2 separate regions of the Oryctolagus cuniculus genome follow, and region 1 is linked to region 2. The links are chromatin contacts, called in public Hi-C maps. All regions are on one chromosome and are shown on one strand. Each heading gives the region's core, a stretch centred on a gene start, on an enhancer-like site or on the middle of the called end of the contact. The rest is flanking DNA. Distances are from core to core; before and after follow the strand shown.

Region 1 (7,312 bases), core at 221-2,720, 750 kb after region 2:
TCTCTGAGTTAGCGTCTTTTGCCTCTTAAACTTTGTACTAAGGGTGTATGTTACCTGTCAGAACGTGTAGTTGATTTGGTGGTTCCTCCAAATGCTAAACCTAGAATGACCATGTGACACAGCAATCCCAGTCCTGAGTAGAATAACTGAAACCAGGGACTCAGACAGACAGCGGATGACAGTATTATTCACAGTTGCCAGAAGGTGGGAACAACCCAAGTGCCCACCCAAGAGGGAATGTGATATATACCTACCATGGAATGTCTATAAACCATGATAAGGAAGAGAATTCTTTTTTTTTTTATTTTTTTTTATTTTTTTTTTATTTTTTTGACAGGCAGAGTGGACAGTGAGAGAGAGAGACAGAGAGAAAGGTCTTCCTTTTGCCGTTGGTTCACCCTCCAATGGCCGCCGCGGCCGGCGCGCTGTGGCCGGCGCACCGCGCTGATCCGATGGCAGGAGCCAGGAGCCAGGTGCTTTTCCTGGTCTCCCATGGGGTGCAGGGCCCAAGCACCTGGGCCATCCTCCACTGCACTCCCTGGCCACAGCAGAGGGCTGGCCTGGAAGAGGGGCAACCGGGACAGAATCCGGCGCCCCGACCGGGACTAGAACCCGGTGTGCCGGCGCCGCTAGGCGGAGGATTAGCCTAGTGAGCCGCGGCGCCGGCCCAAGGAAGAGAATTCTAACACATGCTACAACATGGATGAACCTTGAAGGTGTCGTGCTAAGTGAAATAAGAGACAAACAAAAGGACAGATACCGTAGGATTCTGCTTACATGCAAGGTCTAGAACAGGAAGTAGACTAGAGGTTACCAGTGCCTGCTGTGAGGGGAAATAGGGTCATTATCACTTGGTAGTCCTGGAGTTTCTGGTTGGGATGAAGAAAAAATTTAAGAAATATAGTTGAGATGGTTGCCCAACATTGTGAGTATAATTAATGCCACATAAAGGTACACTTAAAAGCTATGAAAATACTAATTTTATATACATTTATTTCACCACTGAAAGAATCAACAAAATTGAATTTAAAGCAAAGAGTCTTGTGCAGCTTAACCTCTTCCCTCCAGAGGCTTCCCCAGAAGGGAGCATTCTTCCTGCCGGATCCCGTTCTCCCTGAGCACCTAACACTGAGTGCGTCCTGTGTGCAAGGGTCCCATATTAGGCACTGCCAAAAATAGAAAGATATGTAGGCATGCGGCCCATGTTTCAAAGGAGCTTTGCACACAGCCTATGTGGCCCGTGTTTCAAAGGAGCTTTGTACCCAGCCTAGGCAGCAGCTGTGTGTGTCAGCAATTGAGGAAAGCAGGAAGGGGGCTGAGCAGAGGTGCAGCCATGGGCCTTGGGGGTGCACAGGCAGCAGTAACCTGATTTTGATAGGAAGATCCGGGATGGTTTGACAGAGGAAGTCCCCTTTCAGGAAGAAGTAGGATTCCTTAGAGGCTGAGAACGGATGAGCCGAGCTTCCTTGCTAAGGGCAGTCGCCTCCAGTCACGGGGAAGGGGCTCCGGAGGATCCTAGTGGAAGAAGAGTCTGTAGAGGCAGTTGAAGCTAAATGGCGTCCGTTGTTGAGTGTGTGATATAATTCATTAGACCTTCTGAATTCTGGCTGTGGGGGAGTAGCTTAGATATTCTTTCCATTCGTTTCCAACAGCCTGTTTACCATTTAGGGATATGAGCCTTCCACCCTTATCAAGCAGAGAACTTGAACAAGTTTACATTTTTTTTGTTTTCTTTCCAACTCAAACTGTGTTTGCCATCTAGTGATTAATCCGTGCCATTACAACAACCTACTTAGGCTTTGCTTCTCAGTGCCGAGCCAAGCTCACAGGCCTTCAAATTCCATTCTGTTGGCAGTCCCTTCTGCCCTGAGCTTCGCTTGCCATATGTCTGGATTCTGTACGTTGACGTTCAGAGACATGAGTAATGAAATCTGATCCCTCAGAGAGTACTAATGATAATCACATGAAAGAAAAAATGAGTTTTCGAAATTAAGTCTTATGAAAATTTCAAGAAGAACCAGACTGGATGAGTAACCAGTAGCAATATCTTCGTGTGACTCTCGACCTCTGATTTACTAGTGAGACTGGTTGACTGCAGTAGATACCACCGTCATTCCCAGGCTTTGTCTTCTTCCTGTATATCCTGTATATTGTGTAAATGGAGACAAAGACTTTAGCAGTTTTCATTCCAAATAAGTACCGCCTATTTAGACACATGTCTCCAAAGGTCTGACTTTAGGTGTGCAGTCAATATTGGAAACTATGCTTTCTTTATTTTTGTGGTAATATCATTAAGTAAAATTCCTTTTCCTTAGAAGGTTGTCATTAACCAGTTGGGAAGGTTGGCAGAGAAATACTGTGTTAAATGCTCAGGAGATTTAAAAATAAATATCAGTCACCCGGAATTCATAAAAGACCCAGGGTAACATTTTGAAGGAGATCTCACAGTTTCTAAGCAATAATATTAGACGTCTATATTGGAAAGCGCACTGTCCACTGTATCTTTGTGTCTCTGAGATCTAGACTGTGTTACCCATCAGTTGTGAACTCAGTGCCTATTTGTTACCTTTTAAGTGAGGTACTGTGGTTATAGCGTGTTATACACATAACTAATACTATAACATCTTTTCCTAACTTTGTTATAATCCATTTTCCCTCCCCACTTCCATGGCATCCAGGCAAGGCTTTTTTCAAACAAAGGATTATGCTGTAGAGATAGTGAGTACCGTTCCCACCTTCCTGCCAAGTTCAGATGAGTGATCAGGTTGTGCTTTGACAGTCTGGGTGACACAGTCTGGCCTCCAATTCGGCAACACCCCCAAGCCCTGAAACGTGATAGAATATATCATGGGAAACCACTCACTCAATCTCTAAAACCTTGTGAGCTGCTCGACTGTCATTTTTTCAGCTGATATTGGATCTATTTGTGGTGAATGTCTTTGCGTCTGACTTTTGCAGGGAGAACCGGAGGTACCGGGTGTATGTTGTGATACCACTTCTGCCAGGATTTGAAGGAGACATCTCCACTGGCGGAGGAAATGCTCTGCAGGCCATAATGCACTTCAACTACAGGTGCCAAAGTCTCAGTTGTCTGTTAGGGCTTCCAATGAGCTGTGCACGGGAGCTGGTGAGGGGAATGGCAGTGTGTCTCCACATCCATTCCATGGAGCGTTGAACAAATGGACATCTGTTCATTTTACTTTTAAATTATAGCCTCTTTACTAGTTGATAAAATTCAGATGGAGCCAGGAATCATGACTGGTGGACTTAGGCCACAAGCCAAGTATAAAAGACCAAAAATATTCATCTGTCTCTTAAATGCATTGCCTATCAATCTGTCTGTCCATATAAAATAATAACTTATCCTTAAGCCATGAAATAGTTATAAGCTAGTTTTTGTGATAAATAGATAAAAGAAAGCAAGCTAAAGTGGTATGATTTGAGTGTAGTTGGTTATGATTCTTTAAACTCTGAGTCCTCGAAGCCTGGTTAATAACGACCTCTGTGACAAAATGAAGACTCCTGACTCCTAGAATATGAATTCTGTGTTCACCCACACATCTTTTGTTCAAATTTTAGGGAATGTGCAAGTGCTGTTCTTGCTATTTTTAAAGCAGAGTTTCCTAATTCACTCAAAAAGGCACACTTGGGCTCCTCTGAAGCCTCAGCTGTGGCAGTGGGGGACTGGGAAAGGGGCGACAGTTCCAGCTTGGTAGGGGGCAGGATAGAGAGGGGCGTAGAAGGTGAGAGGCAGGCACCTTTGACCTTTCCTCTGGGTCACTGGACCAGGAAGGAAAGCAGAAGTGAGGGGGTGAGCAGAGCCCCCTGGGCAGGAGTCCGCTCCCAGTTACCAGCTCCGTGGCCCAGCTCAGAGCAAAGCCTTGATCCTGGATATTTTCTTTTTGGGCTCTCATGTTTTTCTGAACCACCTGCCTTTTCTCATTTGATTGGTTACTCAAACTGTTTCTGAGGAGGGAAAGGACAAACAAGACTGTACATAGAACCCTTACCGTGTAAGCAAGGCCCTGGGCAAACCAGGGTTGGGGTGTAGGTCAGGTGGTTGGTCTCTCCCAGAGGCAGCTCCACAGGGTCTGCTGTCCTCCCTACAGTATCTGAGGGCCCCATTTGCTGGGATGTTTTTGGGATCCTCTTGGTCCTTGCTGACTTTTCAAGCTTGTATCTGCCAGAGTTTGTACTGAAGACTTGTGTGTTCCCAGTAGGGTAGTTTTGCCTAGTTATGGTATGAGAGCTTTGGCTTATACACTTAGATTGAAGATGTATCCATTTCTAATGTTATCTGATTTATAGCGTGAGAAGCGAAGCTTCTCAAGTATTTAAGGCATTGACATATACTTAATTGGATCTTATCTGCTGCAATTACCATTCTTATATTATTATTGGAATATTGTCGACGATAATTATTTTCTGTGATGATTTTCTTGAGTGTAAACCAGCTGAATGAAATAACATGTTCAGCAACCAAAACTATAACCTTTCATTGTGCAAAAATATCTCTATGTGCTGGCAGCATTTTAATAATATCAGCATTCCCCAGGCATAACTGTATTTTTAATTACTTTCACAGAGCAAGCAGATGGAGCATAGAATTTTTTATTTCGTCAGTCTTTATAATTCATCAACTATTAACTATTATCACAGTCTTGAGAAACAAAATCAGAGTCAGTTATTTGAGGCCCTGTCTTTCACTTTTAAGGAATTTCACCTACTTTAAAGACAGCCCTGGGTAATAGTTTGGTTAATTCCTAAATTATTCTAAGTGTTTTGTCCTTTTCACCATAGGAAGCAATGTGATTTTGTAAGTATTTTTATCCATTGCATACTCTAAATTTTACCTTTGCTGTCACCAAATTTTTTAAGGTGGAAAGTTCATTCACAACCCATCTCTTTTTAATAGCTTCTCTTTCTGAAATATAGTATCAGTGTTTTCCAGTTTTAGTTTACTTTACCATTAAACAACTACCTGGGCCATCAGCAGTGTGCTATTCATGTAGTATTTTTAGCTTTCAAAATGTTTGTAAATGTTCTTATATAAGCATCTGTTCTGTTTTTTCTTGGGTTAGGGGTATACCCACAGACATTGGAATTGAAAGTGGTCATTTTGAAGCCCCCTTAATTGTTTCTCTACATCTTTCAGAACCATGTGCAGAGGAGAAGATTCCATCCTTGGACAGTTAAAAGCTGAGCGTAAGAACAGTTTCTCTACCTCTGTGGTTGCTTTTGATGATGAGAGTGCGGTATCGCTAATCATTAATATTTTCAGAGTGTGATTATAGAAGTGCCTTCATTAAAGTCTCCTTATTCTCATTAAATCGACCAACCCAGTGTCCAAATGAAAACACTCAGACTTGGCGTGCATAAGTAATTAAAAATGAATGTCCTTATAATTTTATTTTATCTTAAATTTATATGCGTTTTAATAATGGCAGATTCATAAAGCATTTCACAGAGACCCTTGATATGTATTCGTTAGTCCTCCACCAAGCAAATGCTATAAGGCCAGCGGGCCTTTATACAGCCTTCTATCAATGTAGACATTCTCATGTTTGAGGAAGAAAGCCTATCTTAGAACCATTTTACCACCATTAACATTTTACTGGCCTGTTAGAGTCTTGCAATAGAGGTGGAAGACTCAGAAGAAATCCCAATAATTCACTTCTGCAGTTCTTCAACATTTTCAAGGGTACTTGTTCAGGCATGTTCTTAATTTATTCTCTTACATAGTTCTTGGCTGCAATTTATCATAATTAGGCATTTTTTTCTGTATCTCCCTGAACTAGCTCCCAGTATATAGTAGGTTCTCAATAATATTTTGTAACGTCTGTGCAGTAGGTACAAAAGATTCCATAGAACTACGCTAGCTTCAGACCCAAGTTGTCTGGCTCCCAACTCAGCTGGGGGTAGAGATTATGAAAGCCTGGATGGCCACACTAAGCAAACTGAATTTTGTGCGGAAGACAAGGTGAGCTTGGTAGAAGCCTCTCAGCCTGGGAGCCAGCTCATCAACGTGGTGCTCTCACAAAGCTTCACTCCCTGTTGGTAATCGGAGCAGAAAGAGACCAGCAGCAGGCAGGAGATGGGGGATTGGTAACAGAAAAGAGGGGCAAGTGTGAGGAAGACGCATACAGGACTTGAGGGCTGGGAGAGCAGATGAGTGCGGGGAATGAGGTGTCGCGTTGTTCTGAGGGTGCGGACCCTCAGACCCTCATCATTGACCAAAGGCTTCTAACAACACAAAAGGTGCTTATTCCAGAAAAGCAGCCGAACCTTAGTAAGAACAGTGAGCTTTGTGGCTTTGTGGCATTTAACTCGCTGTGAACCCGTGCCTACCCACTCCTCGGGTCCGCAGTGCTCCTAAAAACCAACAGTTGGAGGGGGCAGAGCAGACTTGAAATCCTTGCCCCCGGCAGTTCTGAGTGCTATCATTATATGACCCATCTGCAGTGCCCTTTAAACTGCCGCTCAGAGGACTTGTGTTTATTTCACTGAACTCAGAACTTGCTCAGTGAAAGTGACATTTTACCTGGGTATTTATCAAAAAACCAGTAATGATGATTTGACATCATAGCTGCCTTGGGCAGCAGTAAGAATCAAGCAAACAAGAAGTTTGTTCAAATAGTTGAAGGGGGCTGGGGTGAGCTTTTGGCACAGCCAGTTACAGCCAGCTATTGGGATGCCCACATCCCATATAGGAGTGTCTGGTTCTTGTTCTGGTTACTTCACAATTCTCATTTAGCTTCCTGCCACCCATGTGGGAGACCATGATAGAGTTCAGCTTCCTGGCTTTGGGGATTGAAGCAGTGGGTAGAAGATTCCCTCTTTCTTCCACCCTCCTCTTCCCCCTCCCCCTCCCTCCCCCCTATCAAAAAATAATTTAAAAAAACTATTTCTGCAAAGAAGAACATAGACCCAGAATGGCTGTGTTAGTGACTTCCACTATCCACAAAAAAATGAACACAAATCCTTCACACACACACACACACACACACACACACACCCAAAATAGAAGGAAGTAATACTTTCCCAAACTTATTCTATAAAGCAATATCACCCTAATACCAAACACTAAGTCATTTTAAGAAAAGAAATCTATAGACTAATGCTCCCTATAAATATAGACACAGAATCCCTTCATGAAATACTATTAAACTGAATTCAGTAGTATAAAAACGATTATACTTCATGACCAAATGGTACTTAGTCTAGAAATAGTTGTTATTATAACATCTGAAAATTAATATAATAAAAGACAAAGACCACACATGATACTTTCATTAGACACAGAAAAAGGATT
Region 2 (6,695 bases), core at 2,674-5,173:
AGTCCACTCCTGATCAAATGTGAGATCTTGCTTCAGACCAAACATCTTCCTAGCCAGCTGTGGCTGACAGGGAGCTGACTTCAACACACTTCACTTCTAGAATGCCTGAACAGGACCACTGAGAAGAAATGTCACTGGCAATGTGGCATCACTGTCAGTTGGTTTTCTCACTTCTTTTTTTTTGACAGTCAGAGTTAGACAGTGAGAGAGAGAGAGAGAGAGAGAGAGAAAGGTCTTTCTTCTGTTGGTTCGCTCCCCAAATGGCCGCTACGGCCAGCAAGCTGCGCCAATCCAAAGCTAGGAGCCAGGTGCTTCCTCCTGGTCTCCCATGCGGGTGCAGGGCCCAAGGACTTGGCCATCCTCCACTGCCTTCCCGGGCCACAGCAGAGAGCTGGACTGGAAGAGGAACAACCGGGACAGAATCCGGCACCCCAACCAGGACTAGAATCTGAGGTGCTGGCGCCGCAGGCGGAGAATTAGCCTGGTGAGCCACGGCACCGGCCCTCACTTCTAAACATTTTGTTACTCAATTGTTTTTGCATGGATCTCATCCATACAAACCACTGGTCCGTCTGGGTATGTGTACGGGTGCTTTGCATCACTTTTACTTGAATCCTTTCTGCTTTCTTTAATCTTTCTCTGACGCACCAAAAATGTGGGTTCTGGGCCAGCTATTTCTCATTATGAATCTCCTTCAAATCCACATCATTCTGCAACTCCAAAGTCAGGGGGAGAGCCCCTACTCTTGCGGATATGACATGGCCTTAATACTCCAAATCTTTGATAGCGCAACCTGCCCACTGCAGGTGGGACCAATGGAGGGGCCAGAGTATTCTCAAGTTTGAAACAAAAAAACACAAACCTACTGGCCTCCCTAGCCTCTCCTCCACCCCAGCTCTAAAACTGACCTAAGTCATTGTGGGCTCAAAAGGCAATATGGCATAGAATTCAGATTTGGACTACTATACAGTCTAAGTTTTCCACAACTTATAGAGTCCATGAGATAACAGGAAATTAGTCTAAAACTATCAGAAGCATTTATAGGTGATGTCTTTATTACCCTTGTGTGATTATCTTAATAGAATGATATGAACATTAAAGAAACAGAACATTCCTAAAAACTGCGATGTCTATATGAAACCACAACAAACTGGGAAATGTGAATTTAAATATACTTCTTTAAGGGTTGTCATGGTTGGATGGATGGAGACTGCCTTCTGCCCATGGTGGGTGGCATCATACTCACCCCTCCGTCATTCAGGGCTCTCACCCGGAAGCGGTACACAGTTCCGGGCAGCAGGTTGCCAACAGTGCACTCGAGTTCAGGCCCGTGGTACACCTCCGAGGCTACAGCCTCGGGCTCCGTCATCTCCACACTGTACTCGGAGACCTCACAGCCACTTTCAGATGCAGGAACATCTGGAAACCAAGAAGTTCTTCTCTCTTAGAGCACGTCTGTGCTTCCAGGACAGCCAATCACGCCCGATTTTCCACAGGTTTCGCACAATACCATGCAGGGGAGCTGTCTTTACTGTCTGCCTTACAAAAGAACCTTTCCCCCGCCCATCCAAAAACAAGAAAGTTCCTGAATGACGTCATCCATACTTTGCAAAACAAGTGTGTTTCAGTATATAGTGCATCACATTAATACAAGTAATTCCAAAATAACAAAAGCATCAGGCAAATTTCTTCACACTCTAAAGGAAAGTAAAGGAAAAAAATCTCTTTAGCCTGAAACCAAGGGTGACGCTAAATCAGGATACAGGACTCAACACTGGCACAATATTTTATTCTACTTTAGATATAAATGGTGAGAAAAGGCAGTCTGCTAGAATCCTGCACATTTATACTTGCAATTGTATAGCATCTAAACTGCTGACATAACAGGAGATGCTAACATGGCTTAAGTCAATGTGAAAACACCAGGACCCACAGAGCAGCAATGGGGGGGAGGGGGGTAGGTCACAGACAAAGAGGAGGAGGAATCTGAACCAATTCTTGGTTTAATCTCTAAATTAAGCACTATTTTTCTTTACGAATAAAGTTGCAAAATCCCTGCAAAAGATGGGCTTTGCTGAAACTGTCCCTAGAAAAGTGCCCAGGGAAGGGCAGAGGAGGAGCAGCAAGAGCAGCGTCATCAGGAAGAGTAGGATGAGTGACAGCGCTGCGGCTGTCTGGGGACGCAAGCCCAAGTCACACAGGCCAGCGACAATAGGGCGATCGCCAGCGGAGGGAAAAAAAAAAGGTTTTCAGAAGGAAGCTTTGAAACTTAATTACAAAGCCTTATGCCTTAGTCTCCAATAGTTCAAATTATCAATGGTAACATGAAGATTTGCTCACTCACCCCACTCTAAGTGGACTTCTTTGTGCTTTGGTCTACCCAGAACCCTCGGCGGCCGACACTGACCTGGTGCGATGCTTAGTGTGCGAACGGGGAGGCTTTCGGAACACTGCAGGAGGAACACCAGAGACAATCAGCTCTTAGCTACTATGAATTCATCACATCTCTACACCAGCCGGCAAATCCCCCCCGTAACTGTACTATGTCTTGTTTTTCCTTTTGAGAGGCAGAGAGAGAGAGGGAGAGAAAGCAAGAGGGAGTGCTTCTATCTGCTGGTTTGTTTCCCAAATGCCCACAATAGCCAGGACTGGGCCAGACCAAAGCCAGGAGCCAGGATCACAATCCAGGTCACCCACGTGGGCAGCAGGAACTTAAACACTTGAAGCATCACGGCTGCCTCGACATGGGTAGGAAGCTGGACCCGGGAGCTGGAGCCCAGATGTTGAACCCAGGTACCCTGATAAGAGACATGGATGTATTTAACTACTAGGCTAAATGCCCACCCGATTATCCTATCTTTTTACACAAATATTATCTTCATACAAGTGTGCCTGTGTGTTTTAAGTGCGGACATAGACTGCATATAGCCCTGGTTAAAAACAGAAGTGATTCCTTCCGAAGTCAGGTTATAAAGTGTGAGTGCTGCACATCCAAAGCACACGATTATTCTCCTGTAAGCCGACTGAGAAAGACTCTTCATGAGACAGAAGAAAACACAAAATAATGGCTGGATGAAATTTTAAAATGGTGCCATAATTGGCCAACTATTCACATAGAGCAGAAAAGCAAATAGTCAACATTAATCAACAGCGTCTGATATTAACCAGCAGGTTTTGTTAACAAGTAGGATCTGGTTGTGTAGGGCTGAGGGTGTAGAGGTTGATCCTCTGGCTTGAGAGAAGAGAAAGCAAGGCAGAGCCATGCTGCTCAACCAGACTCAATCTCTCTCTCTCTTTCAATGGTTTCAAGCCATAATGTTAAAGATCTCTACAGTGAAAACAACGTTGCCTCTTATCCACTTTTCTGAATCTAAGTTAAAATCACATAGACAATTTTCTCATTTCTAGGACACTTCATGCACATTTGTTAGGCTATTCTGAATCTATGAAAACACCATGTGGTTGGAGCTGCCTCCTGACATGGTAAGTGGCTGGCAGACAACAGGAGAACGACTGCTGCCTACAGATGTGTGTGCTGGGCACTGCACAACAGCCTGTTAACTGTCATCAGACTTATTTGGCTTTTACAACAGTTTTCCAGCAGAGGGCAGTGAAGTGCTTTAAGGAACACACGTCTGAAATTCACCCATGGCTGACAGAAGTAACAGCAGAGATGTGTGGGAGGGCTCCTCTTTCTTGCTCTGATTTCTATACTTCTGTTATCACTGGAATAACTGAGGCATCCCCATTTAATTAATAACTGAGGCACTCCCCATTTAACTAACACAAATTCTAGACAGTTTGCAACCGTCACCTGCAATTAGGCCAATGTCTTCTGAAAAACAACTGACAAACCCACCAGAGCGGGCTGTTCCTGCTCTCTGAGACACTACGTGGACAGCCCTGTTTCTCCTTTCCTGGGGCGGTACCTGGGCAGGTGGTGCCATCAGGTACACCGCTCCACTGCAATTGTACTCTGCCATCCCAGACAGTGTGTGAGAATGGGGCTGCCGGCAGGGAACTGACCTGGCTGTGTCCCCCGGTGCTGATGCAGCATGCTCGGAGCTTGTACAAAGTGCCTGGCTTCAGGTGGGTGAAGGTGTACTCGGTAGCTGATCCGCTGTACGCCACTTCCCACTGATTCGCTGTGAAAGGAGACTCAAATGTAAGTGTATGCTTTCTGAAAACATTTCGTTGGGTTGACTGTCATGGATGACAAGAGGTGCCAGGTGGTTTCCAGGGAAACCGACATCTATTCTTTCTTTCTTTCTTTTTTGACAGGCAGAGTGGACAGTGAGAGAGAGACAGAGAGAAAGGTCTTCCTTTTGCCATTGGTTCACCCTCCAATGGCCGCCGTGGTTGGCGCACTGCGGCCGGCGCATTGCGCTGATCCGATGGCAGGAGCCAGGTACTTATCCTGGTCTCCCATGGGGTGCAGGGCCCAAGGACTTGGGCCATCCTCCACTGCACTCCCGGGCCACAGCAGAACCCGGCGCCCCGACCGGGACTAGAACCCGGTGTGCTGGCGCCACAAGGCGGAGGATTAGCTTAGTGAGCCGCGGCGCCGGCCCATCTATTCTTTCTAAAACAGCAGCCAGGCTCTCTTTCCATTTCCTTTACAAAGTTAAATACTAAAAAAACTATGGATTCATATTCACTACTTGGTGCCATTGGCTTACATATTACTACGTGTGTTGACTAAGGGTATGGACATGGGAAGCCACGCAGGTCTGTAGCTGGCACAAGAGGTGTGGTGAGAGGGCATTGTCACACAAGCTCCAACATGTTGGTGGCTGTGGGAGGTCCTGGGGTCAGCTGGGGAGGCGGCCGCCTGCTTAGCTCTGAGCCTCTGGCAAGAGCGGGTGCTGAGGCATCTCCCTGCTCCTCTCTGGGGTCCACAGCGAGGGCAGTCCTCCTGTCACTGACCGAGGCCATAGGCTAGGGAAAGGCCTGCACTCTTCAGAGCCCCACGTACAAGACAAAGTGCTCAGGAGGCTGAACGAGAAAGACAAGACACCTGGGTGACCCAAGTTACATCTGCTCCTCAGGAGCAAACACAGTGGGTGGCCAGAGCAGCCACATGGTGGACGAGAGTACCACAGGAAGCAGGGGGGTCCTGGGGGCTCCCCCAGGCCTCTGTGATTTGCTCCCCTGGGAGCCATGTTTCCAGCTAGCTACCTTTTTTTTCTTTTTTATTAGACAGGCAGAGTTAGAGAGAGAGACAGAAAGAAAGGTGCCCCCTCTGCTGGCGCACCCCCAAAACGGCCGGCGGCCGGAGCTGCGCCAATCCAAAGCCAGGAGCCAGGCGCCCCCCCCGGCCCCACACACGGGCACCGGGGCCCAAGCACCTGGGCCACCTCCACCCCCCTCTGCCCCCCAACCCCCGGCCACAGCAGAGAGTCGGACCGAAAGAGGAGCAACCGGGACCAGAACCCGCCACCCACACGGGATGCCGGCGCCACAGGCAGAGGACCAACCAAGTGAACCACGGTGCCGGCCCCCCCCAGCTAGCTAGCTACTTTACTAACGCCTTTTACTCCATGACGCTGGTTTAGGAAAAAATGCTTTCACTCTATCCATTCATATTCGACCAGAGTGACTTTCACAAATTCCCTGAGCTGCTTATTAGGTTGGAAGTAGGATAAAGTCACACGCGCCAGGGCCATACAAGAATGGAGAACACTGAAGACCATTATTCCGCTGGTTCAGGTAAGAAAGCCTGTACCGAAAAGGCAAGTGAGGGCGAGGGTGACTGTGAAGTCTGAAGCAGTCACGCACCTGCGCGCTGGCGAAGCCGCTAACGCTGAGGGCAGAATGGCACCTGCCGTGGGAAGGCACGCAGAGCTGTTGGCACACATGTGGCTTTTCTCCCAGGCAGGCTTTCTCATGTACAAAGCTAAGTCCTATTTTTAGCATGGGATATGATTTCAGGTTAAGAACATCTGGGCCCATCTCAAAGAAGTCTCACGTTTTCTGCTTAAAATAGGACCCGTGGGTTTCAAAACCGAAGAAACTCCACCTGGCTGCCATGGTAGAGAAGCAGGGGCAAGTGTGGAGTGGGCACACTTGCTTGTAACGTCACTGGAACTGCTTGCTTTGCCGAACGCGTGCACCACTTTTTAAAAACTGGCAGTTACAGGGATGAGTGCACTGCTGAGGTTAAATGCCATCTAAGTTCTTCCTACTTTACTGTTGGCTGTTAAAGTCTGGCACATTCTATTAGAAGCAAAAACCCGAGAGTTTTTGAAAAGACACTATTCTTGAAGAACAATTTCTGACTATAAATCACAATGGCATGGAGAGGTACTTGAAACGTTTTATAAGCAGTACACCTGTCACTAGCCCATAGCACTACATATTGTTTGTACATTACTGAACCCCTGTACTGCCCATGACTTATCTTTCTGGTTGCTTGCTTCTGATACTTTCTATGCTCTTTAAGAATTTCCAGAAAATAGTGTGGCAAGTTCCAGGAATACAATAAATTTATTCTATAAACCTGGAACTGTGGTTCTAAAAAAACAACATGAGAAATTTTCAAAATGCCAAAAATATGTTTTTCATGCAGACTGTCTGATTTCTGGTATTGTGTTTCAAGGAGAAAAACTATTAATATATGATTGAAGTTTATTCCAATAGCCTTGTTGTTAGAATTAATGACTGCCTTCTATCACTACACAGATGTTTTCTGTATT

Evidence for each region. A called contact is a pair of places that touch in the nucleus more often than the background predicts.
Region 1: a contact with region 2 is called in a Hi-C map of an unstated tissue, with 2.9 times the contacts expected there. The contact joins two enhancer-like sites. A contact is called at or near these places in 3 of 6 Hi-C or Micro-C datasets (ear pinna, psoas muscle and an unstated tissue).

Annotation. Positions count from the first base shown.
Region 1 is chr4:108,644,916-108,652,227 of mOryCun1.1, forward strand. PLD1 (phospholipase D1) reads left to right here. Exons shown (of 29, transcript XR_011388052.1): 23 at 2,959-3,072; 24 at 5,156-5,205. Among named protein-coding and RNA genes, the nearest start is that of TNIK, 190 kb to the right of the region's middle. Within about 2 kb of position 1,471, at least 2 of the 8 cell types and tissues checked have an H3K27ac peak or open chromatin away from gene starts, as enhancers often do.
Region 2 is chr4:107,895,763-107,902,457 of mOryCun1.1, forward strand. FNDC3B (fibronectin type III domain containing 3B) reads right to left here. Exons shown (of 25, transcript XM_070072505.1): 16 at 4,027-4,145; 17 at 2,345-2,450; 18 at 1,247-1,419. Among named protein-coding and RNA genes, the nearest start is that of GHSR, 110 kb to the left of the region's middle. Within about 2 kb of position 3,924, at least 1 of the 8 cell types and tissues checked has an H3K27ac peak or open chromatin away from gene starts, as enhancers often do.